Linked DNA regions of Mus musculus: all the other regions are linked to region 5. Evidence: chromatin contacts called from public promoter capture Hi-C data. All regions are on one chromosome and are shown on one strand. Each heading gives the region's core, a stretch centred on a gene start, on an enhancer-like site or on the middle of the called end of the contact. The rest is flanking DNA. Distances are from core to core; before and after follow the strand shown. Region 1 holds the start of Ccni (cyclin I). Region 2 holds the start of Cxcl5 (chemokine (C-X-C motif) ligand 5). Region 3 holds the start of Rassf6 (Ras association (RalGDS/AF-6) domain family member 6). Region 4 holds the start of Septin11 (septin 11). Region 5 holds the start of Rchy1 (ring finger and CHY zinc finger domain containing 1).

What was found. Promoter capture Hi-C pulls out the DNA fragments that hold promoters and counts their contacts. Capture Hi-C pulls out chosen DNA fragments and counts their contacts.
Region 1: a promoter capture Hi-C map of liver shows a contact between it and region 5, with 3 times the contacts expected there. The contact joins the promoter of Ccni here to the promoter of Rchy1 in region 5. A contact is called at or near these places in 6 of 39 promoter capture datasets (the 3T3-L1 cell line, the C10 cell line, erythroid cells and 3 more), 2 of 484 Hi-C or Micro-C datasets (CD4 T cells and regulatory T cells) and 2 of 9 other capture datasets (adipose tissue and liver).
Region 2: a promoter capture Hi-C map of liver shows a contact between it and region 5, with 6 times the contacts expected there. The contact joins the promoter of Cxcl5 here to the promoter of Rchy1 in region 5. A contact is called at or near these places in 4 of 39 promoter capture datasets (the 3T3-L1 cell line, hippocampal neurons and liver) and 2 of 115 datasets of contacts at active chromatin or transcription factors (large pre-B cells and pancreatic cancer cells).
Region 3: a promoter capture Hi-C map of liver shows a contact between it and region 5, with 6 times the contacts expected there. The contact joins the promoter of Rassf6 here to the promoter of Rchy1 in region 5. A contact is called at or near these places in 3 of 39 promoter capture datasets (the C10 cell line, hippocampal neurons and liver) and 1 of 115 datasets of contacts at active chromatin or transcription factors (pancreatic cancer cells).
Region 4: a contact with region 5 is called in a promoter capture Hi-C map of adipose tissue, with 2.6 times the contacts expected there. The contact joins the promoter of Septin11 here to the promoter of Rchy1 in region 5. A contact is called at or near these places in 2 of 484 Hi-C or Micro-C datasets (B cells and CD4 T cells) and 1 of 9 other capture datasets (adipose tissue).

The regions. Positions count from the first base shown.
Region 1 is chr5:93,203,048-93,207,961 of GRCm38.p6, forward strand. Ccni (cyclin I) reads right to left here and starts at 3,448. Exons shown (of 7, transcript NM_017367.3): 1 at 2,867-3,448. 2010109A12Rik (RIKEN cDNA 2010109A12 gene) reads left to right here and starts at 3,471. Exons shown (of 3, transcript NM_029363.1): 1 at 3,471-3,676. The coding sequence starts at 3,633.
Region 2 is chr5:90,757,989-90,762,698 of GRCm38.p6, forward strand. Cxcl5 (chemokine (C-X-C motif) ligand 5) reads left to right here and starts at 1,310. Exons shown (of 4, transcript NM_009141.3): 1 at 1,310-1,572; 2 at 1,701-1,836; 3 at 1,979-2,062; 4 at 2,465-3,637. The coding sequence starts at 1,455. The coding sequence ends at 2,525.
Region 3 is chr5:90,637,764-90,642,571 of GRCm38.p6, forward strand. Rassf6 (Ras association (RalGDS/AF-6) domain family member 6) reads right to left here and starts at 2,764. Exons shown (of 11, transcript NM_028478.3): 1 at 2,624-2,764.
Region 4 is chr5:93,091,602-93,096,758 of GRCm38.p6, forward strand. Septin11 (septin 11) reads left to right here and starts at 1,815. Exons shown (of 10, transcript NM_001009818.2): 1 at 1,815-1,996. The coding sequence starts at 1,970.
Region 5 is chr5:91,960,140-91,964,859 of GRCm38.p6, forward strand. It overlaps Rchy1 (ring finger and CHY zinc finger domain containing 1), which reads right to left and starts at 2,929. Exons shown (of 9, transcript NM_026557.4): 1 at 2,491-2,929. The coding sequence starts at 2,580. It also overlaps the pseudogene Thap6.

The DNA of each region.
Region 1 (4,914 bases), core at 2,198-4,697, 1.2 Mb after region 5:
ATCCCAAATCATTTACTTAACCTCCACCTAAAGACAATGTAAGCATAGGAAGCGGTGCATGTTTGTAATCTCAGAACTTCTGAGGACCTGTGCTACACAGCCAGGCTTGGTCTTTAAAATAAATTTAAAATGTCCTTAAACTTAAAAAACAAAACAAAACAAAACAAAACAAAACCAACAACAACAAACAGAACTGTAAACCAGGCCTTGTGCACACACCTGTCAATTTGGGTAGAGACAAGAGGATGAGAAGTTCAAAGTCACCCTTGGTTACATATCACATTTATTATCAGCCTGGGCTTTTCAAATAATTAGCTGTTGACACAAGATGAGGAAAAACACTGAATCAATTGAGAATTAGTATTAAGAAGTTGAGGCTTAAATGCAGCTTTAACTGAATTGGATCCTGTATAAAAACAAGGCAATTTTCAGGAGCATTACCTAAAGAGGTACTGACTGCAGGCCTCAGAACTACATTTACTAAATTTAACTGTGCTGTGATTCTGAATGGAAACACTCCTATCCATAGGGTACAGAGTCCAGGAGTATACACCACATTCACAAGACTATAAAATGGGCAAAAACTTAAATATGCATAGAATTAAGTTGTAAATTATTTGTCAATATTGTAGGAGAAACATTTTTACACTCCTTTAAGACAGCTGCTCACAGGTAGCAGGGAATTCAGTTTTTGCTCCTTTTACAGAAAACTTACAGGTCTATCCTCTAACATATAAGAGATTTAAGCTAAATGAATAAGGAATTTTGCTAACATAAACCCTTAAAAGTGTCATGAGAACTTTCCTGTTATGTAGCCCAGGCCAGCCCTGAATGCCCCACCTCAGCCTCTCAGGACAACTCTTATTTTAATGATAGAATTTTATTGTTTCTTGTTCATCTTTACCCACTATTAGTTACATGCACAAATGTGAATTATCTTTTTAGTCTCTAAAAACAAAAGGGCTATAGAGGTTGGGCATCCCTTATATAATGTGTCCAATTTTTTCATATATTGTATGTGTGGTTTTAGAATATTTACATATACATAATTAGAAGGGAATCCAATATAAATATGAAATCCATATATACCTATATATATGCCAGATAATTTTCTATAATTTAAAAATAATTTTTCACTTGTGAACTTATGAAATTACTTTCCACAAATTTAGGGTGCTCAATTTGATTTTTGCTTGGCATATTCTAAATGAACTGTTAAACTTTAAATTTTCCTTAACATTTAAAATAGCTTTACATATTCCTCCCATTGTCTCAAATACTTCTATACTGTTCATGCTTATTAAAAGGCTTAGATTTTGCATTAACAAGCTAGCATAATGCTTACCTTACATCAAACTGTACTACCAACATACATCCAGGACCCCCTGATCTTAAGAGTGGAACACAATGCCGGTAAACAACCACATTAATAGCAAGCTTCATCAATACATAATTATCCTATTATGGTGATCACAATGCCAACTCTATTAATAATCCTGTACTGACTGTTGACTTCTGGTCCTTCCTTCCTTTTCTGAACAGAGAAGATCAATGTGAGCCTTTAAGGTTTTTGTAGCTACTATTCCCTCCTTGACTTTATGAACCAGCAATACCGGGTCATAGGCGATCCCACATCACCGTCTAGAATTGTGCAGAAACACACTACCCTGCCTTTCTGTATCCATACTTGGACATAATCCTGCCTTTGTATGTAATTACTGTCATGACCATTGCTAGACCTGCTTTCTCAACTAATCATGAGTATCTTTACCACTAACAGTTTCCAAACTTTAGCACTGTACCTCCCTGCCCCCCAAATCACAGCTTACCCTTGTCAGGTGCTTATCAATAGCCCTCAATGCTTTGCTACTACTTGGCTAGCTATTGTTCATATTACTCTAAGTAATCCTTGTTTAACCCTATGATGGTGGAATTACTAAATCCATTTAAAAGATGAACAAACACACAGGTAGGTTGAATACTCTTAATTTTTAAGAATTACTTGACCAGAATAAACAAATACTCTTGGCTTTTAACCTAACCCTTTTTTTAACCCCTTTTAAGACAGGGTACATACATATATGTATGTGTGTGTATGTCTCCATCCCTAGCTGTCCAGAAAGTTTCTAGGTTTACCAGGCTGCTGTTCAAACACTCAATGGCTCTTCACTGACAAAGTGAAACGTAAGTATTTTACTTTGCTATTCTAAGACCTTCAGTTGATCCATTTACCTCGTTGATCTATTTACCTCACACTTTCCACGAATTTACTACACAATGTTCAACTTCTGCCTAAATGACCTGCGGTGGAGCAGGCTAACTCTGCAGAGAGCATTTAGCTCTTGCAAAATTCGGCATTTTTCTGTCCTTTATGATGCAACTCAGTTCCCTCACCTCTCTAGTTTCCTCCACCGGCCCAAGCCCTAGACGACGTTACACTCCCGCGCGCGGTGTGTGGGTGGCGGGGGGGGGGGGGGGTAGGGCAGAGGAAGATAACTATTGGCTTGACATTCACAATACTCTGCCCGGTAAATTATGTTCGGTGGTCACGAGGGATCGGTGGCTTCTGTGGGTGGGGGTGTGTCACCTTCTTTATTAGCACTGGCTCGCGGAGCCTGGAACTGGCACCCCAGTCGGTGACGGGCTGTGGCTACAAGTTACTTGGGGACCAAAAAAAAAAAAAAAAAAGAAAAAAAGGCCGGGCTCAAAGGAAACCCACGCAGCGCTGCCAGAGACGGCGAGGGGGTCCCCGAGGTGCCCAGGAAAGGTTCGCCGAGGGGACCGGTCCTCGGGGGAGCGGCGCGCGCCCCCGCGAGCTCCCACTCCAGCGGCGCGCACGGCGACCGCGCCGCGCCCCCGCCCTCACCTTCTTCTTCTCCTCCTCTTCCTCCTCCTCCTCCTCCCCGGCAGAGCTGTAGGCCTCACAGTGGTGACGCGGGGTCATCCGGGGGCCCGTTACCACCTCATGATCCTCGGCGCGCGGCAGCGGGGCGCGCGGGACCAGGGCCGGGCCGTCTGAGGAGGGAGAAGAGGGCAAACCGGGCCGGCGGGCGCGGGTACTCGGGCGGGACGCACGGCTGCGGCCGAGGGGTCACTCAGCGAACTAGTTCCATGATGACCCTGGGCCCGAGGCCGCCGCCGCCGGTCCCGCTCCTCCGACCGCCGCCGCTGGTGCCCGGGTGAGGAGGGGGCGCCCTCTCGCCATAGGGCGGCGGGGGCCGGGGAGAGGCGCGGGGTGAGGCCGGCTCTGCCCCTGCCCGAGGGAAACGCCTCCGAGGGGAAATGGTGGAAGGGGGGAAGGGGAAAAAAGAAAAGAAAAGGAAGGGGAAAGGGGGAGAAAATAAGAAAAAGCGAGACAGAGGCGCTGGCGCGTCCGCTCGCGGGGGAAGGCTGGGGAGGGAGGAGCGTACGAAAAAGCGCCGGCCGCCTAGCCCCGCCCTCGCGGACTGATTTCGGCCGCGCGTGTCTGTAAACAACGCCAGTGTTCTCGTCTCTTCCTGGCCACCTCCGGTGTCCCACGGACGCATAGGAGAGTTTGAACAAAGACGAACTTCCGTGTCTTATGGACGCACAGGAGAGTTTGAACAAAGACGAGCTTCCGGAGACGACCTGGGGAAGGCGCTGGGACTGGGATGAAAAGGGAAAGTGCATTTTGTGTGCACAAAGAGAAGGAAAGGTGCGCGGACTCTTTTTCCTCGGGCGCGCGGAAGAACCCCCGCCGCCTGTTCGGTGACGTAAGAGGCTTGTTAGCCGAGGAGGCGTGCAGTGGCCGGAGAGTGTGCTGCGCATGCGCCTCTGGAAAGAAAGGAGCCTAGCCTCAGGGAAGGGTTTCTGGGTGAGCGCCTGCGCCCAACCTAGAGTCTCCCAGTGTTTCCCAGCCCAACTTGTCCTTAGCCCTCCTGAACGAATTTATTAGACGTGGATGGAGATCTTTTGTGTAAAGATCACATTCTTTGTTGACCTTACGCAAAATTATGTTGTCCCGTTCCTATTAGTGAGTAAGGACATGCATCTTTTTAACCATCCTGTGGGTGATGGGAGACTGAAGCACTTTAGAATTAAGAAAATTAAGGGGATCATATCCTGCGTGCTTAAGGCTACTTGTAAAAACAGTGGATTAGACTACTGACGGCTTGGCTGTGCGCCAATGGAATTCTAGTCATGAGCCAGTATGTCTAGTATTTCAGGGTCCTGTTTATCACTAACTAGGTCCTTAACGAATGTGAACTAAATGTGTTTTATTTACTTGAGTACTTTTTACTCCAGTTGGTAAATTTTGCAAATCTTACAATGGTTCTACTTATGAAAAGAATGCAGATAGCTTTGGGAAGAAGGGGAGACCTGGAACTTAACCATTTACCTAGTCAAGCATTCATTTTACATCACTGGAAAAAAACAAAAACAAAAACAAAAAAAAAACCCGATCAGGTTTTTACAGAACTGGAATTAGCTTGAAAACAAAAGGCTCCTGTCTTCAAGGAGTTTGCAACTCAGGCACAGAGATACCCATTGATCACTGTATGAAATTACCCAAAAGACTGTTTTACTCTATAGCCATCCCCTCCCCATATGAACTCATGGATGGCCTGGATCTTGTATAGTTTGTTTTATACTGCATTTCTGTATGTGAAAGGCTCTCAGTATTTGATTTCTGACCTCATAAACAAGTGTCAGTAGCAGAAGGATTAAGATGGAAAATTTCAGACCAGTGTGGAAACGCCTTTAACCTGCTCTGGGCTCTCAGTAAAGGTTTCTCTGAGGAAGTGACATTTAAGATGAGTCTTGAAACCACTGGGCAAAGAAAAATATAGGCACAGGAAGCAACATATGGAAAGCACTGAAGCTTACATTGCCTCTGAGACTCAAGGGGCAGAAAGCTGAGGTCAGAGAGGATTCTATAGGGCACAGCGGGGC
Region 2 (4,710 bases), core at 60-2,559, 1.2 Mb before region 5:
TTACAGGAAGTCATCTCATCTTTCATCACCAGGTGGCCCCTCCAGGGTCCCCACCCCCAACCCCCGCCAAGCCCCTGGGGAAAGCATCCCTCCTCTGAACTCCAAGAAGTTGCTTGGAGGGAGTCAGAACGGATGCTATCTTGCTGGCAAACTGAATCAAACCCTTGCACCAAACTCGCAGATAAGTCCCACGGATGAGTCCCTCAGCTGCACCAACCTCCTTTAGCTTCTACCCACTGTCAAATCCCTATCTGGCAGGGGAGCCACATTAGAAAGCACAGCAAGAAGCCCCTGGTGTTGCCTCCGGCTCCAAGCACAGGACAGACTGCTCCTAACTGAATGGCAAAGGGTGCAAAGATTTTATCTTCCTCCCAAAGCAATTTGCTGAGTCATCTGTGAAGTTGTTCATTAAGCCAAACAATTACAATAGCAGGGCTTCCAGTAAGCAGCTTTTATTTTGAAGGCCATTCATGCAGCTGGTTTAAGTGGAAGTCAAAACACTTTCATAGTTTCTTGGCTTTCAAAGCTGGCAGAATCCCAAAGAATCAATAAGTAATCCACACACAAGGAGAGGGCAAGGTTTCTTTCTTTCTTTCTTTCTTTCTTTCTTTCTTTCTTTCTTTCTTTCTTTCTTTCTTTCTTTCTATTTATTTATCTTTTCAAGTCCGGGATTACATTTCCTGAATAAAAACAGTCTTCGTTTTAAAAACACACATTTCAAATGTATTTTTGTTTATGAGCATGTGTATGTCTGCTTATCTGTCTGTGTACCAAGTAGATGCATCTGCCCCAAGGAAGCCAAAAGACGACGGACGTGGGGTTCCCTAGACCTGGGGCTAGAGAAGCTTGTGAGCAGCAATGTGGCAATGTGGTCCTGCATGGGTGGGTGGGTGGGGAGCCAAACCCTGGACCTCTGCCACAGCAACCAGTTCTCTTAAAGGTTGAGCCATCTCCCAGGTGTCAGCAATAGTGTTTGTAGTAATAACAGTTAAAGACCTGTGGAAGGTTTTCTAAAGTCAAAACTCCTTCCTTTGGCTCCAGTCTTCCTACAAGGAAAAGAAGGGCATCCTCAGAGCTCTGTCCTGCCTTAACTAGCCCTGACCTAGGAGAGGGAAAGGTCCTCTAAAGGAGTCTGACCCAGAGCAGCAGCCTTCTGTTCCCGGGGCAGGACTACAAGCATTCTCCTCCGATTTGGCAAAGAGCCACTCCTCCTAGCCATCCTCCCGCCCCAATCCCATTGCCCAGCCCCTCTGAGCCCCCCACCTCCTAACTCCAAGTCCAGGGAATTTCCCCAGCATCTTCAAGCTCCAGTTTCCTGCCTGAAGGAAGAGAGAGAACAGATAAAAGGGGTGCAGTGGGTTTGAGAACACCATAGTGCTCTGTAGAGCCCCAATCTCCACACCTCCTCCAGCATATCCCGAGCTGGTGCTCCCTGGTCCGGGATCTTGTCCACAATGAGCCTCCAGCTCCGCAGCTCCGCCCGCATCCCCAGCGGTTCCATCTCGCCATTCATGCGGATGGCGCCGCTGGCATTTCTGTTGCTGTTCACGCTGCCGCAGCATCTAGCTGAAGGTGAGGGCGCAGCACCTGCGTGGCGCAGGGTGCCTGACCCATCCGGGCGGGCCATCGCAGTCAGCGGGTCCCAGGAGCGGGGAAAGGGGCTCTTCCAGCATCCTCCTATAATCTTGTCTCTTCCACAGCTGCCCCTTCCTCAGTCATAGCCGCAACGGAGCTGCGTTGTGTTTGCTTAACCGTAACTCCAAAAATTAATCCCAAATTGATCGCTAATTTGGAGGTGATCCCTGCAGGTCCACAGTGCCCTACGGTGGAAGTCATGTGAGTTCTGACTGTGTTCTGGGTGCAGGTGATCTTGGGAGATGGAAGTCCAGGACACCCCCTGCCCTACCCACATCCCTTATCCCGGATTCTTCAGTCACCCGGGCTCACCTGTGCATCCTCTTTTTTTCCTCCTCCGCAGAGCTAAACTGAAAAACCAGAAGGAGGTCTGTCTGGATCCAGAAGCTCCTGTGATAAAGAAAATCATTCAGAAAATATTGGGCAGGTACTTGCTATCTTAGTCTCTGCAGCGGGCAAGGTCCTTATTCTCCCTGTATGAGTTGAGGCTCCCATCCCACATTCGAAACTGAGCTTAGAATAAAAGGATTCAGAAGGGAAAGTTGTTATTCTGGGATGTTGCAATAACCCAAAACTCATCTCTCTCTCTCTCTCTCTCTGTCTCTCTCTCTCTCTCTCTGTCTCTCTCTCTGTCTCTCTCTCTGTCTCTCTCTCTCTCTCTGTCTCTCTCTGTCTCTCTCTCTCTCTGTCTCTCTGTCTCTCTCTCTCTCTCTCTCTCTCTCTCTCTCTCTCTCTCTCTCTCTCTCTCTCTCTGTGTGTGTGTGTGTGTGTGTGTGTGTTAGGATAAACTGAAGAATTTTAGTTACTGATATAAGTCTTTTCTCAACAGTGACAAAAAGAAAGCTAAGCGGAATGCACTCGCAGTGGAAAGAACGGCCAGTGTTCAATAGAAAGATTTCTGAGGACTCTGACCCCAGTGAAGATAAGAAGAAAGGGCTGATTCTCTCCACCCACGGATTTTCTTTATGAACTCCCTGCTTTGATGAGAAAAGGGAAACCATTGTCCCTGAAGCTTCCTGCTCATCTCACAAGTGTATTTAGCAAAAATATTTCCTATTCTTTCCTATCTGTCACACTATCGGAAATTGTGATACTTTAGTGTGTAAGTCAAGAATCATTGGTTGTTAACCTTTCAAAATGTCTTGAACTGAAGGTGACTATTGCATTGTCTCCGGAATATGTATATGTATATGTATATGTATATGTATATGTATATGTATATGTATATGTATATGTATATGTATATGTATATGTATATGTATATGATGTATATGTATATGTATATGTGTGTGTATATATATATATATATCCTTTGTAATGTTCATGAGAAGGCAATGCTGTCATACTCTCTCTCATAAAATGGGGACCTCTTTTACTGTTGTTTCTTGGGTGTGTTAAGAGTGTTCTTACGTCTGAGCCTGGGCTGGCATATAACTTTTATGGTTTTAGAAAGCTGCTGTGTCATGCAGAAACCTATGTAGAACACAGTTCCTTATTTAGAATTTCTAAATGTGTAAGTTCTAGAAGGATCAATGTGTTCTCATCTTATAATTTTAGACATTTGATGTCTTCGTAGTATGGCATAATGTCATGACTTACTCAACAAACTGTATACTATTTATTAATTATTAACTAGTTTATTAGTATTACTATTTGGGCCACTAACTATATATTTTAGATAGTATATATTTTAGATAGGTGAAGAAGGTAAGAAGCAAGGAAATTCCTTACCTAGTTTTCATAAAAAACATTTAAAAGTTATTTCTAGGGAGAGAAACTTTAGCAAATATCTATACTCTTAGAGTTTTGAAAACATACTTAACATGTTTGAATATGGATTGCTGAGATATTTAGATGTCTGTAGTGTGTCTTTTAAAGAGTGTGCTTTGTTATAAGGAGATTAATGAATTCATCACATCCATTATTTTAAGCCTGTACATCTTATAGTGTCTCACTTCTTTATATTACTCTTTTGAGGAAAATAAAGTAGCTCTAGATTCCATTCATGTTGTCTCTGATTTCCTGTGATGGTGACTCTCATTACCCCGCATGCATTCTACATTATGTACAAAGTTAGCTCTATGGTTCCTTCCTTGGTTTGCAGAAAGGTTTCTTCCCCTAATTCCTTGCACCATTTCAATCTCTAAGCTCATCTGGGGCATAGTAGCTTCTGGGGACCTTAGAAAAAACAAACATTCTAAGACTTCCCCAACTTCAACCCTTGGCCAGCTTCTCTGCTGTAGTTCAGCTCTCAGTTGAGTACAGGAAAGTGGAGGGTCCAGCTTGGTGCCTTGAGAGGCAGTGGAAACTCTGAGAGTTGGAGCCCAGGTGGGGATTTAGATCATAATGGGCCTAGCTCTCAAGGGGAGGTGGGGAACCCCGGCCCCTTGGCTTCTTTTTCTCCCACATAACCCCCATGGGTGGAAAGGTCTGTGTCCTCTGCACTCCTGCCAGAGATAAAGTGTTAAAGCTGATTCATCATGAAACCAAACCTCAAACCTTCAAAGCCAGGTGCCAAATAGGCTTTCCCTCCTTTTACCCATTTAAAGTCCACCATAGAAGAAATTGCTCCAGTGTCTGGGAGCCGATTAGCACACTCCGAATTTCCTAGACATAAAAATCAATGTAACAAAAGCCCAGCAAGTATGGTCGTGTCTCCTCTCTCACATTGTGCTTCTCAAGCTTTGCGTCTCTCTCGTACTCTGTGCTGTTGGGCGTTGGGTTCTCTAGCCTCGCTCATTCTATCTCATTTGCTACGGTTCTACCTGCAACGGGCTTGCTCCTTTTTGGCCCACAAGGGCAAATTCACAGTTTGGCACCAGCAGTACCTCTCATGACGTTTTTCCTGGTCATTCCTAGCTCAGCATCTTTAGATACTAGATAGAATGAGGTACAACAAACGTTGCTTTGCCATTGCCTGTGTATGGGTTTCTCCATCCTACTCTGCAGATAACGCTCCTAAAGCAGCGGGTTCTGAACTCTACCTTACTCTGTATCCCCAACGCATGGCACAAACTGACTAAAGGAGGTTGTAACGCCCCAACCCAAGTTACTGGATACTGTCCTAAAGTCAGC
Region 3 (4,808 bases), core at 1,514-4,013, 1.3 Mb before region 5:
ACATCCATATATATATCTCCACAGTAGCATGGGCCTTTCCACATCAATCATTAATCAAAAAAATGCCCCCACTCTTGCCTACAGGCCCATCTGATAAAGGCAATTCCTCAACTGATATTCCTCAATTCCTCTTCCAAGACATGTCTAGGTTTGTGTTAAGTTGAGGAAAACTAACCACACAAGTCCTCAGCGAGAGCTCTCAAAAGAAGAAATGCAAATGGCTAAAATACATCTTCAAAAGGGTTCAACATTCGTAGCAATTAGAGAGATGCAAATTAAAGTTATTTAGAGGTGGTGTTGTATTCCAGTCAAAATGGCCAAGATCAAGAAAACAACCGACAACAGATGCTGGTAAAGATGTGGGAGACAGGGATCCCCCACATTCACTGTTGGATAGGATGCAAACCGATGTCGCCACTGTGGAATCCGGCATGGAGAATTCTCAAGAAGCTGAAAGTTAGATTACTACCTGACCCAGCCCCACTAGTCCCTGTCCTATGCCCAAGGACTCCACATCCATCCCAGAGACACTTGCTCAGCTGTGTTCACTCTAGCCAGGGAAAGGAAGCCAACCGGCTGATGGATGTCCTTCAACAGATGAATGGATGACTTGAATATTTTTTAAAAAATTAAATTTTTTACATGAAGCCTAAATCCGTGTTTCTGAAGCCCCAGAATCCCTGAATTTATACAAGTAACTGGAGATTTAGCATAAAACATCTAGTTTAATTATAATTATAAGCTACTCATTTCAGGAAACTAAAATAGGAGTCAACATTAAGTGTACAACATTTAATGCTATGTTATCTGCACTATTTTAAATATAATTAGAAAAGTTTATTATTTCATACAACCCTCGTTATTTTTCTGTGTTGTTGATTAGAACATTCTATAATTTGCAATATAGGGTTATATATTTTAGGAACAACAGATAAACATATACGTATAGCATATAAGCTAACTAGGAAGATAGTTTTTTATGAGGTTAAGGAGATTCATCTCAATATTAAAATATTAAATATAGTCAAACAGATTTATCTTACTTGGGGCACTGTTTTTTATATTGATATATCACTAGGGAATATAAAATCAAATACTTTAAATTGTATTCAACAGTTTATATTCAGTATAATAGATGAAAAATGTTTAGTTATTACTCTGAGGTAGTCTAAATAAATGAGATTATTTTATAAGCCAAACTGCACTGTTATTGCTAGATCCTATAAGCCAATAGCACAACAAATGTCAGTTGACTTGGCATTAGAAATCTACCCAAAATTCTTCAGTCAGTATCTCATTAGATGTGGATTAGGAAATTCAAATTCTATAGTGGAAAAATGAACATTTAAGACAATGATGATTTGCATTGTAAACCATTTAGCAACATTCATAAAACTCATAGCAAGAGTCACAAAAGTGTCCTTTACACAACACCGTATAATAAAAAGCCACTTCCTTGTCATTTAAGCTGAAGAGTTAGAGCCCGACAAAGCATGAGCACCAGACTGTTAGCATATAAAGAAAGTCACCATCATTTGACTGTAAACCATTCAATATGTGTTACAACAGAAGGGCTTAGCCCAGATAGTCTAATTTGATGAAAGTCATTCAAATGCAGTCTTTCATGTGAAGCATAAAGGCCAGGGCTTTACAGCATAAAATAGATAGTAATTTTCTCACTACAGATGCTTTTTATTTCCTCAGAAATAAACACCACTTTCACAAAATAAAAGTGGATAACATTTAAGTTTAAACTGGCCTTCAGGTAGGCTAAACACTTGGAAGTGAGGAGAAGCCAGGCAGTTTTACCACTACAGAGCTGCTGCTGCTCGCCCATGGTCACCAGGTCAGTCTCACAAGCACTGTTCCTCTTCCAGCATCCTCAGGGTCTGGTGTTGTCTGTCCAGCTCAGGTCAGTTTGTCCTCCCCGTCACACCCATTTTACAGATCTGTAGATTTGTGGGCGGTGACATACGATGCGATGCCGTTTGTGGAAGAACTGCCACCTGTTTAATCCCCACTAAAGTGCCCTGAGACACATGGTATCATGTTTGTTTTATAGATGCCAGACTTATGAGGCTTAGATATGGGAAGTAACGTTCAAAGTGACAAACTAGTAAGTAGCAGACACAAGGCTTGATCCTATGACTCTCCAGCTTCAGAATCTGGATGCTAACTCACAGATGCCCTTGTGATTACGGTCATCCTAACATTGTTTGGTGAGGTCTTCATTATATCTCAATCCCTTCTCAGTGAAGCTGATTTACCTTGAAGAAAGGAACATTTAACTGACCCCTCAAGTTAAAGGGTCTTTCCTTTACGATGTAGTCATGTATGACAAACTTGAAACACAAGAAGCAGCTAAGGTAAAAGTCAACGAGCTGGCTCTTTGGGAAAGGGGAAGGCAGGGTGGTCTTGCTGCTCCAAACGCCCCTCCCCACTACTGTGTCCTAACCCCCTCACGCGCTTACCTTCTCCAGGAGAGTATTCTGAAAAAAAAATTCTGATTTAAGGCCAACTCACACTAGGGCTCAGGTTGCGCTGATGCACGCACGGGTTTACGCTTCCTGACTATGGATTTCAGTTTCTCTAGACCGCTCTCAAATGCTCCCCGCACCCCTACCTGGTGTGCCTGTGTGTGGACTGAGCGGGGCTCTTCGCTTCAACCTCCAAGTTCACCTGCTTTTGTGCCGGGCAAAGGAGACTCTTGTGACCAAGCAGCGCGGAGCCTGAGGTGGCGAGCTGTCCCTTACAGTAGTGGGAAGGCGGAGCTGCCTGCGGGTGACAAGGCGTCCTTGTCACTCACCTGATCACTCACCTGCTCCGAGCCGAGGCAGGCAGTCAGGGTGGAGGACACATGGCTGGCCCCACAGTGCTGCTCCAGGCAGAGTTTCGCAGCCCCAGCGGCAGTTAATTATTACAAGGTTGCCCATCGCAGGGGGTGTGAGCAACCTGAGCCACGCCCAGTGCCTCAGTGCATGTTGGGAGTGTTTACTCTGTCCTTGCGGCCAGCAGGTACCCTGCTCTCTGCAGTAGTGGACTGATGGTGGGGACCTTTGTCAGTGACAGGCTGCAGGATCTTTGCTAGCCAACTGTGCTGCAGATAAACGGCTCCAGCTAGGACTCTGCGTTTTGTCTTTGAAAAGTTAAGTTGTCTTTCAGCTTGTGATTTCTTAATTTTCTTTTCCTTAGTCTTGGCTTTCTGCCAGCACCTTTGCACCCAAGACTTTTTTTTTTTTTCCTCACACCCTTAGGGTGTGCCAGAACCTTCCAGGCAGCTTGCAACATCAGGGCTCATGTGCCTGGCCTGACCACCTGACTTAAATTGGGTCTTGGGTAGCCGTATTATTATTTTAAGAGAAGGTGAGGCAGGCTTGACTTGTGTTCTCTGAGGTGGAATGCTGACTGAACTGAAGGTCTGACAATGACGCTAGAGCCCCAGTGCTTGTTTGATGTGTCTATACGGTGCCTTCCATAGGATTCTAAACTCACGCAGAAAGGGTCAGACAGTCGAGTTAGCCTGTGGCCATTGAAAAAGGTGAGGGGCTTTGAGATTTAACAGGCATTGGTCAAAAGAGGTATCGGCCATCACTTGTACTAGCTTGGCCACGTTGGCTCACAGTATACTGGTGTGTGGTTGCTGGCGTGGACTGACCTTTGGATGATAAAGAACAGGACCTGCAGTGTTTACAGCTCTGCTTCTACAATGTCTTGCTCAGATCCTGGCTGCACCCAGTCGCCCGTGCTCAAACGGATCTCCTGTTTGTTTTCAGTGTCTGGGCAACACTGGGTTTCTGCCTTTATCTGCAGCCTTCCCTTTAAATACTTTATCCTCGTGTAGATGTATAGTTTTTCTGTAGACTGTAAAGCCATATAGCATGCACAATGTGAAAAATTTCAAAAACACAGAAATGAAACAAAAATATTTACAAATCTATCTCTGGAATAAAATTATTGTAAGCAGCGGGCTGACTGTCATGGCTGACATATTTACTCTGGGAACATATCTGAAGGTGGCTGCATAGTTTGCTCTTCTATAACTTATCTTTATCTCATAAAAGATATTGTGAACAATTTACCATATGTCAGGGTGGGTTAATTTTTTTCTTACAATGTATTTTAACTAGCGGCACTGTAATATGCCATATGCATAGAGCATTATTTATTTAAGCAGTTCCTTATTGAGAGGGAGTTTTATTTCTAAACAACACTACAGCGAATTTTTACATGTAATTGCTCTGAACTGTGGTTACGACCTTACAACCTTCAAAGTGAAGTAACAGGATGAAAAAGGGTATATACTTTAAATTATATTAAAATTTATTTTACTTTTATCTTATGAGCATGGGTGTTTTGCCTGTGTGTGTGGACACCATCTGCTTTCTGTGCCTGCTGGGGCTAGAAGAGGGTATTGGATCCCCCAGCAATGGAGTCACAGACAGTAGCGAGTCACCATGTGGGTGCTGGGAACCGAACCTGGGTTCTCTGCAAGAGCAGCAGGTGCTAAGTCCTTAGCCATGCCTCTAGATTCTAAAAGTTTTCTAATCCAAAGAATAATTTATTGATTTCATAATCCTAGGGTAATATGTGTTCATGAGTTATTGTACTTCTTTCCAATTATTACCAGTTTGAAAGTTTAGAATTCATATTTTATTTTATTTTATTTTATTTTTTGAGACAGGGCTCACTTGATAGCTATTCCAGTCTCCAACTCTCGACCTTTTGGTTCATTTCCTTAGTGCTGGGATTCAGGTTTATACCATCCTCAGCTGATAAATGCTGTAAATGTGTACAGAATTAGTTACTAG
Region 4 (5,157 bases), core at 565-3,064, 1.1 Mb after region 5:
GCAACAATGGCTGGGGTGAAAGTAAGTCACAGTTCCTGCCTGTTGTCATCTGAGGTTATATATAGCACCGGGCCTCTCCTTTTAATCTTAAAAGGTTTAAGTTTGAATAAGAAATTATTCGCACCCCCACCCCCCACCCCCAACCGAAGAACAAGAAAGCACTGCATTAGAGTCACAGAGGAAAGGTAATTCTTGTTTTTGAGAGCTCTTGCGGAGCACTCGAGTGACATCTTACAAACTCGACACTGTGTAACGGTGTAAATGAGGTCCCTATTCTCAAAAGACATCTTCTCTATAGAACAGGGAGTAATCAGAACAAGTTAGTGCTGTTCAGGTCTGAGTGAGCCAGAATCTGGCTTTACATCAGAGCCTTCCTCTTTCAACACACTCTTCCCTAGGTTCCACCGCCAAGGGTGGAATTCACTCTAGGCAGCTTCTAGCTCCTCACTCACCTACCAGAGCAGCCCAGCATCAGATCAGCTACTGGTGAACCAGTGCTAGTCACTTACCCTCAGCCAAAGACTGGACAGAGAGCATCTGAATCCCGTAGCCAAAAGTGGGTTCCCAGAAACTTGGATGTTTGAAGTCTCAGGTATGACTCTCAGATGCCCGCCCTAGTTCTCCCCCCACGCCCCTGCCCCGTGGGCGCGTTCATGTGGGCTAAATACAGCCCTTCCCTTGCCTCTTCCCCTGCGCTTCAAGTCACCTACTTTCCTCAACTCACGTGAGTAGCTATCCTCACGTGATCGTGGGTCTACCATGCGTGGACACCCACAGCGCATTACACTTCTCCCTGTTAAGCCTATGTCAGATGTATGTACAAGGACCCCGCCATTTCGCCTGCCACTCAGACACTGTAATTATTCCAACATCTGCTGGGGGTGGGGGTGGGGGGAAGTCCTTCTTAGTGGTGGAGGAGCCCTCCCAGTTCCCTGTGCTGTGAGTCGCACCCACTTGTCACCCGCTTCTCGCCTTCGCTGTGCACCACACCCCGCAGCCAGGATTGAGCTTGCACGCCTCCGGGCCCTGGGTCATCCGGTCTGTCTCCGGGATCCAATATCACGTCCACTGACCTCTTCGCACCAGTAACCTCTCCAGTGTGACACGGTGGGAAAAGCTCTGGAGCAAGCTCACAAACGGCTTAATTTTTCCAGCGAGCACTCAAGTTTTTTTAATTAATTAATTAATTTCCCTGTCCCCAGCAGCGGTGGTTGGGTCGTTCACGACTAGGTCCTCTTTTTCTGGAAAAGCGGTCCCCAGCCCGGCCGCACACCACAGCGACGGCTTCCAGCAGCTGGTTTAGTCTCCTTTCTGATGGAAGGCCCAGCAGACCGGCAATTCTTTCCTCGTGGGGCGCGCTCGGCCCTAGTAAGTTACCCACCGCACCTTCTAAGAGGGCTCCTCCGGGTGGGGCGTGTCACCAGGTCAATTTTCCAGAGGTACAACCTCTGCACCCTGCGGTCCCCTAGCCTCCCTGCCCCACCCCATAGCAGCCCCAGGTGCCGGCTCCGCGCAGCGCGTGGCAGCTCGGGGTTGGGACCTCCGCGCCTAGGCTTTTACGCGGACCCCAGCACGTGTTGCAACAGGGGGAGTGTCGGGCAGTGTCCCGGCACAGGACGCTTTAATGGGACGGAAGAAAGCCACAGGAAGGAAGGTGGCTGACTTCAAAGCGTATCATCTTATCAGCTGACCAGGATCACGGTTCACCTGCTGCGTTCGTCTGCTCGGCTGGGGCTGGGGATCTCTCTGCACCCCCGTCCCGGGGCAGCTAATGGTCGAGTCCAGGCGGGAGGCCATGTTGCTGGAATAAAGCGGGCGGGGCGGCGCGGGCGAGCAGATGCGGCTGGAGGCGCGCGGGAGCCGGGCGCGAGCAGGGCGCAGCCGCGAGGGAGGCGCGGGGGAGGCCAGCGGGAGCCGGAGCACCAGCAGCAGCCAGTGTCGGTAAAGAGCAGCCAGAGCCACAGTCGCGATGGCCGTGGCGGTGGGGAGACCGAGTGTGAGTACTGGGGCCTCACTTCTCTAGCGTGCTGATCCCGGGGCGCCGGGTGGTCTCCGCTTCGGGGCGCGTGCGGGTGGAGACTTGCGGGGATCAGGAGGGGGGCTCTGGGTGGTGGCTGTTGGGGGCTGTGGGTGTGTGCATGAATTTGGGCGCGCGTCTGGGGCGGAGGGGAGCTTGGGGAGCCCGCAGGCTCAGAGCCTACCTGATGCAACATTAGATCGCTTTGGCGCGCCCCTGTTTCGGGGATGTGGGAAGAAAAGGACCCTTCTGTGAGGCGCCCTTAGAAGAGATTGCTTGAGCTGCTGCTTTCCCCAGCTACCTCTCTCTCACGGCGCACAAGGCTTAGCTGGTGACAGAGGAGGAAGGCGCTGACTGAGGAGGGTTTCCTCGCGGTTCTCTCGCGCCCTGGGGGCGATCCGGGCATGAGAATTGGGTGCTGAAGCGCTGTGTCACACGGCCGTAGAAGCGGGTCAAAGGGGTGGGATTTCCGTGGTGGTTTACTCCCCCCCCCCCCGGGTGCATTGTGAAATTCCGGACACCCTCAGGCGCCCACCCGGGTGACCCGGGCCCTGCCCAGGATGTGGACAAAGCCCTAGGCACACACACACACACACACACACAAAGTTTTCAAAGGGCTCCCTTTCGGGGTGGGTGGAAGTCCTGAAATACTCTGCGGCTGGCAGGCCGGGGGCGGCAGTAGTGAATACGGGGCTCCGGGAAGAGGAAGGGAGGGTGCGTGCCTGGAGAAGTGTCCCAGCACCCGAAGTCAGAGAGGGGATGCTCTGGGCTGGGGTACGCGCCACGGGCTGTGCCTCTGGGAGTGTAGGCTCTGGGTTTCCAACTCCGGCAGCCAGCTAGAGCGAGTAGGACTTTGAGGATGTAGTTTAGGGTCTGCTCTCTAGCCTAGGGTGAAAAGGAGGGAAGGGGCGGTGGCGGCAGTGGCCGCCTTTCCTTTTTATTGAAAGGAGCCAAGCCCAGTGGGAAAGGCGGAGTCCTCTTCTCTCGGGTTTTCTTTGTCAACGTTCATTGCCCACTTTTGCCTGGTCTGCCCTGGGGGCGACTCCGGGGGAGTCCTTCCCTGGCTAGTACCCCATCTTTTTTTTTTAAATTTTCCCTTTCGAACTTTGCAGCTAGCTTCAGGTGGTGGCCTGACATTTTGCAGATACAGAGAAAAGTCTTAGATGTTGAAAGCTGCCAAACCCCAGATGCTGAGTCTCTTGGCTCTCCCCACTTACATCTCTACACACACACACACACACCCTTCTGCACCCCCTGAGGAGTCTTAGCCCAGCAGGAAGTTCATGGGGTCACTGCAACATTACCTCAATTTGATGGTTTTGCTGCAGTTTGAGGTTCTTTGAAAGACTTTTCCCCCCCACAATCAGAAAATGTTCCCTGGTCATCATTAAGTGTTTGTGTGGGTCTTTTTAGACCTTTCAAACTCTGTTAAATGACACATTCTTAAGAATTTTGGCTTCCTCTTCAAAACACAAATTATGCCCTTGTTGATTGGTGCGAGGCTGTCCTTACTGAGGGGATTTGCTTAGTCTCTGGGCTGACCTCTTTATTACTATGGTAAGGAAATCAAGGTTAACTCTTGGCCTTATTTTTCAGGGCACAGATTCAAAGAACTAAAATAACAATGTATGTTTTAGAAGCCTCTGCAAGTGTCTGGGAACCCACTTATCCTGTGTAGGGGGTGGTCCCCCCCCCCCCCCCCCAGTAACACCTATCGCCAGTGCATTCTTGAGGGCTGGGGGAGGTGGTCGGAATAATTTGCTGCACATTTCCAATAAATTAGTAAGTTCATCTATGTCAATTAAATAGGAACAATATGTGAGTTTGAGATTTAGCTGTGTGGCTGTAATTATATCCAACTCCGTGTCTGCCCGCCATATGTGAGCTTACAACCACAGAGTCCTTCCTTGTGCAGGACCTTTCGTTCAGATAGTAGGGGAGGGGAGGTTCTGAAGGCATGTGGATACAGAGAAGATCCCTTCTTTATGCAAATTCTCTGTCGTCACTGCAATTAAGATGGAATTACTTAAAACCTGAACATAAGACACTGGTTCCCCAGTCGTAGGAGTGGTCAGGAATGGACTCTGAAGTCGGATAAGACTTTGGGGAGACTGCAGAGCGTGGTCAGACTGTTTCAGTTTGTTCTCTGGAATATGGAATTGGTGTGCTCAGAACAACTCCCGTGAATGCAGAAGAGTCCCCAAGCCCAGCTCCTAGATGGCTGTGCTGCCTCTGTAATGTTGACATTTTTCTACCTCTCCAATCCTTCTATCTGCTCTGTGGTTTGGACAAAAGACCGAAAGGGGATGGGGAAAAAGAAAGAGGTACTATGAAGTGGACTTATTCATGAATGGAGTTCCCTTTAGTTCTTTAGAAGTCATATAAAAAAAAAAAAAAAAGAAAAAGAAAAAAAGAAAAAACCAAAAAAACCAAAAAACAGAGTTGTTGAGGAAGACATAAATCTTTCTTCTGTCTGTACAAACCACTGCTCCCATCCAGAGAAAAAGAATGTAATCCGAGGAAGGTGCTCTCAGTTTTAGACATTGTAGGGTGACATTTGCTGTGAGTAAAAAGTCAGATTTAACAAACAGAGGTACTTGTATATAAATGTCTGGGTTTTTGTGGTGGTTTTATACCATGTTGTGAATTGAATCCAGGGCTTGTGTTTCTTGCTCAGCCTACCACTGAGCTACACCCAGTTCATCAGATGCTGTGTTTTCTGTATCATGAAATGTATATAATCAGTTACAAATGCTTACCTTTCATGACTAGATTCATACCTCTCTTCAGTAGAGAGATACATTGTTAGTGACCAGGCAAAAGGTGTAGGTTTAATGTGGTACTGTTTGTTCCATATTTAATCTGCATCCCTAGCTTGTCCCATGTCCCCACTGGCCTTGGGCCTTGTCCCCGAGAAGGCCCCAGAGCATAGGTGCTGTTTCCAGAGTGTACCTAGTTTAGCAAGAGTGCTCCTCTCTGATTGATATGTCTCCATTTTGGATGGGTTAGTATTTCTGTATCCATATCCTGACACAGCTGTTGATTTCGAACAATGTGTGGTAATTACTCTACTTGGGAATCAGGCTTTAGGTAGATGAACAGTCTCTCTTAGAGCACGGCATTTATGGTACAGAGTCTAG
Region 5 (4,720 bases), core at 1,679-4,178:
GTTTCCCTTTCATGAGTCTGACTCATTCCCCCTTTATAGGAAATGTCTGTCATACACTTATGTCTGAATGACCAATTGTTTTTTCAAGTCAAATGTTCCATGAACAAAGCAATTAACTTACTTCACAAGACAACTAGCTGGCTAAGAACTTTTCTTCAAGAAAACCAAAGTGCTTGCTAAGTTTTCTATCTGAAGAACAAGTTATTAAAAATGTTTATAAGTATGAGCTAAGATTTAGTAAATATTAATTTTAGTGCAAGAAAGGGAGGGAGGGAGGGAGGGAGGGAGGGAGGAAGGGCAAACGGAAGGAAGGAGAACAAAGATGAGCAAGCCCCGGAGTGCAAGCCAGCAGTAAGCAGCATTCCTCCTCGGCCTCAGCTTCAGTTCCTACCTCCAGTACCTGCCCTGCAGGAGCTCCTGCCTTGCTTTCCCCTAATAACAAACTGTCACAGCAAAGCCAAACAATAGACCCTTTGGTCCCCAAGTAACTTTTGGTTGTGGTGCTTATTACAGCACAGGAGAAGCAAACCCCCGTGCTCTGCTTGCCAGCTAAGAGCAGCCTTACCCGTATGCTGGGTCTTCCCACTGTGACTACTCAATGGTTCTCCCCTTTCTTGCTGCATTACAAAATGCCCTGTTGGATCATTTCCCAGTGTACAGAAACATGCTGTAACACAGCTTTCAGCAAAACAGCCACATTTTTGCTCTCCTTGGCAATAAAAATCCAAAAATCCTCTATGCTATTTTCAGTAAGCACTCCAAGGAAGCTTTACCCTGAATACTTCCATTGGCACTTTTCTTGTCAAGATCAACAGCGACCTTCCCCTGGCCAAAGCAAAAGCCAGCTGTCACTCCTTATCTTGCTTGCACAGCTACACTTGATCTAGTAGATGACTTACTCCTTGAAACACCTCAGCTGGCCTCTCCTATTAAGAAAGAGGAAGAGGGAACAGAAAAACAATGCTTGGACACTCAGAGAAAAAGATTTTAAGTGTTGTGAAACACAAATTTGGTTGTGCAATTTCTTTGCAGGGGTGGAAGGGGAAGGCCAGGTATTAAATTCAGTTTCATACCACTTTGAAACTGTAAAAATATTTCAGTAGAAATGTAACCAAAAGAATATTTAATTCTTTATACAACATTAGATAATTGACCAGTCTGAAAAAATTCATCCAATGCAATGAATGCTCACCAGGCATGGCCTACAGAAAAGGGTTTAAGTTGCCTTACAGATCTAAGCCTATCACTTAGTCCTAACTTATAAGGTCAGTGACCAGCAGAGCTGATTGTGAAGGTGGCGAAGGAGGAGTTGATGACCACTGTGGGTGCTAGTTAATATATACTCCTAGTCATTTCTGGGGACACACCTCTTAAAACACCACATGTGCACTCTAGCATGCAATCATCACATGGTTTATAAAAGAGGGACTTTCCCTGTTGGCAGAGAAGGCTGAACCTAGAGACTCTCTGGTGAGGCCAGTACTCTAGCAATGACCTATATATACCCCCAGCCCCACCTCCTTTTTTTTTTTTTCTTATTTGCATTAGCATCTCCTGGCTGGTATTCCTTCTGCCTCTGCTTCACAAATAGCTGGAAGTATGCATCTCCTGGAGCTACAGGCCTTTACCACTAAGACCAGCTTCCAAACTTGTATATTTTATATGCAAGCTCTTTAAAAAGTAGCTTGCTCCAAATTACACAGCAAGTTAAGGACAATCTAAACTATGAAGGGAAAGCTATAGGATTCCAAGAGTCAAAGTTTCTTCTCAGTGGGAGGCGACTTCTGAAGACTGAAGCCAAGGCCTTCAGCATTATAAACTCAATTCTAAGGCTGAGTTATAACCCCAGCTCAAATCTCAGGCTTTCTCAACAAAATATTAAAACTGCTTCTTAAAAAAAAAAATCAGGTAAGTCTTAACTGTGTGAGAGTCATTTTTAAAAACTCTAGATGACTAGAACGTCTCAAGCAGGAAAAATGACAGCATATATGTATTAGGCACTCCTCCAATATCCAACTTAATGGCAATCACCCAACTCTCACTTCACACAGACATTTTCTCCTGGACAGGTCTGGGCATATTCCTAGACAAAAAAATGAAGCTGACAAGCCATACTATAAACTTCCTACACGTACAGAAATTATATTCTGATTCTTCCCTTGCTTATGCTTTCATCACTGCATCATACGCACTTGACAGAAATGCCAAGGCCCTTTCACTTCCTCATTCTACTGTCAACCGCAAATGACGGATAAACCCACAAGGGAGGTGAATTTAAGCAAGGGCCAAGTCTTTACAAACAAGAACTTGGCTTGCAGCGGCGATCGAGTACAGAGCTCCTGCTCGCCTTGCCAAAACGTTTCCTGCAAGGAGAGCCCAACTCCAGATGGCAGGTATCCTGACAAGCAGCTCGGTCTGAAGCTTCTGCCCAACCTGCCCTTGCCAGACCCGACCGCAGCTCATCGAGGAGGTACCCTCTAAAGTCGTCACCTTGAGGAGACAAGCTCTGTCATAGTGCTCGCAGCCCCGCGGCCCCTGCGCCAGGTTGCGGACGCCATCTTCCCGCGCCGTCGCCGCCATCTCCTCCTCCTCCTCCTCCACCACCTCCCCCTCACCAGCCACTGAACCTTTCCCCCAGCTTGGAAGCCACGCCTTAAGGAAGCAGAGTCGGTCGGACACCCGCTCCTCCTCGGAGCAGCGGCCACCAGAGTCAGGAAGGGGGGGTCCAATCACGTGATCTGCAGCATCCGGATTTCCGGTCCCTGGTGTAAGGGGTGGAAGCCAAGTGAGACGCTTAGTCCGTCGTCCACGTTAGTCGCTGTCGTCACTGCTAATGGTAGTAAGTCTTAGGTTGGCTCTTTTTCCCCGCCCCGGCATCGCTGCCAGCCCTGATTGCGGGCGAAGGGGACCGCTGCGTCGTCTGGCGGGCGCTGCTGCGAGCCGCCGGCGCCGGTGAGGAGCGGCCCCTCCCGCGGCTGCTCCGAAAGGGGGCGGGGCTCGGCGGCTGCGCGCGCAGGTCCGAGTGCCGGCGGCTGTCCCGGTCTCCTTTTTTCCCTGCGCCCCCTTTAGAAAATATTGTGCTGTCACCCACCCAGGACTTAAGAACGCAAAGTGAAAAACAAGTAGCCACGCCACGCCCCCGTGGAACTCACAAATGGGGAGGGGGAGAACGCCACGGCATTAGATGAGGTCACAACTTCCACACTGGAAGGACAGTCCTGTGTGGTGTCCCTGGGGAAGGAGACGCTCGAGCTGAAAGTTGAATGGCAAACAGTACGCCAGCAGGAGTTAGTGTGTACCAGACCTGTGGGAGAGAAAAATCTGGCCCGTAAGAACATGAGAGAAATAAAGAAGCCTGCAGAGTTTGAATCTCAGACCTCAAGGTGCATAACTTTATGTCCACTCTTACAAAATACCAAGACTTAGAGCATTTTATCAGCAAAACTTCAGGTGTTGGGATCTGGGAGAAGGGAGGCAATTGTCCGGGAGGAGATGCCTTTAGCTTAGCCCTGGAGTTACTAACTCGTTTTAATTCTCTTCCAGTTGTGTTAGGAGTTGCTAAAAACATGGTGAAAGGTTGCTCGGCCATTGGATGTGCCTCTCGCTGTTTACCAAATTCCAAGTTAAAAGGACTGACATTTCATGTGTAAGACTTTGCTGTACTCAAGCCAGATACTTTTAACTTTTTACTAAAAATGATTCTACCAGAGTCTGCAGTTACAAGCTTTTGTTCCCAGTCTTTTTAAAATAACCTTGTTAAATTTGAACTGACAATGGTCCCTTTATAATGTGCAAGTTTCAAGTGCCAAGGAATGAAAGACCAGATAGCACCCCCACCAAAAATAAAATACCCCCACGCACAAATTGTCAGGCTCGTCTTTGCTAATGTTTGCATTCTAACTGTGTTACGGTCTCTACTGTTCATATGTCGATCATCATCTAACTGAGGGCTCTGTTCAAATACCCATACCTTCTTTTTAGAAATAGATGAGGTGGAGTGGTTCACTGTAAACTACATGTTCAGATCAAGGATTATTTAGCTGTGTGAGTTTGAGGATTCTAATTTAGTGTTTAGCCATTCCTGTGACACCCTAGGAAGGGTCTAATAGGATTTAATAAGCATACTTAGGATGTTCGCAGCTTTTGTGAAGCACTGTTATTACTAGGGAAAGATCTAGTTACTTTACTAGGCAGGGAAATAAAAAGAACCTATGTGCTACCATGTCCCAAAACAATATTGAACTAGCTTAGAAATGTTGAGAAGTCTGATTATTGCCTCCTGTATATGTCAAAGTAATTGTAGCTCCAGAACCGTAGACGTGCCAGCTGTTCTCCGCATGAGTTCATAAGGCATTTATAGACCTGCTATGTATGAGTTGCTATACAAGTTATTTTCAGGTTTGACAGAAAGGAGGAAGTATAAGAGGCCCTCCTATTCATTGAAGACAAATTCTAGGTATCACCTCAGAAAGGGAAAGGCCAAAGGTATTCTTCAACCGCTGTAGAGAAAGAAAAACCTTTAATTGCAAATCTTGCTACAGGCTAAATGTCCACTGAAACATTCATATGCTACTATAAAAATTTAAGGGCTGGTGAGATGGCTCAGTGGGTAAGAGCACCCGACTGCTCTTCCAAAGGTCCGGAGTTCAAATCCCAGCAACCACATGGTGGTTCACAACCATCCGTAACGAGATCTGACTCCCTCTTCTGGAGTGTCTGA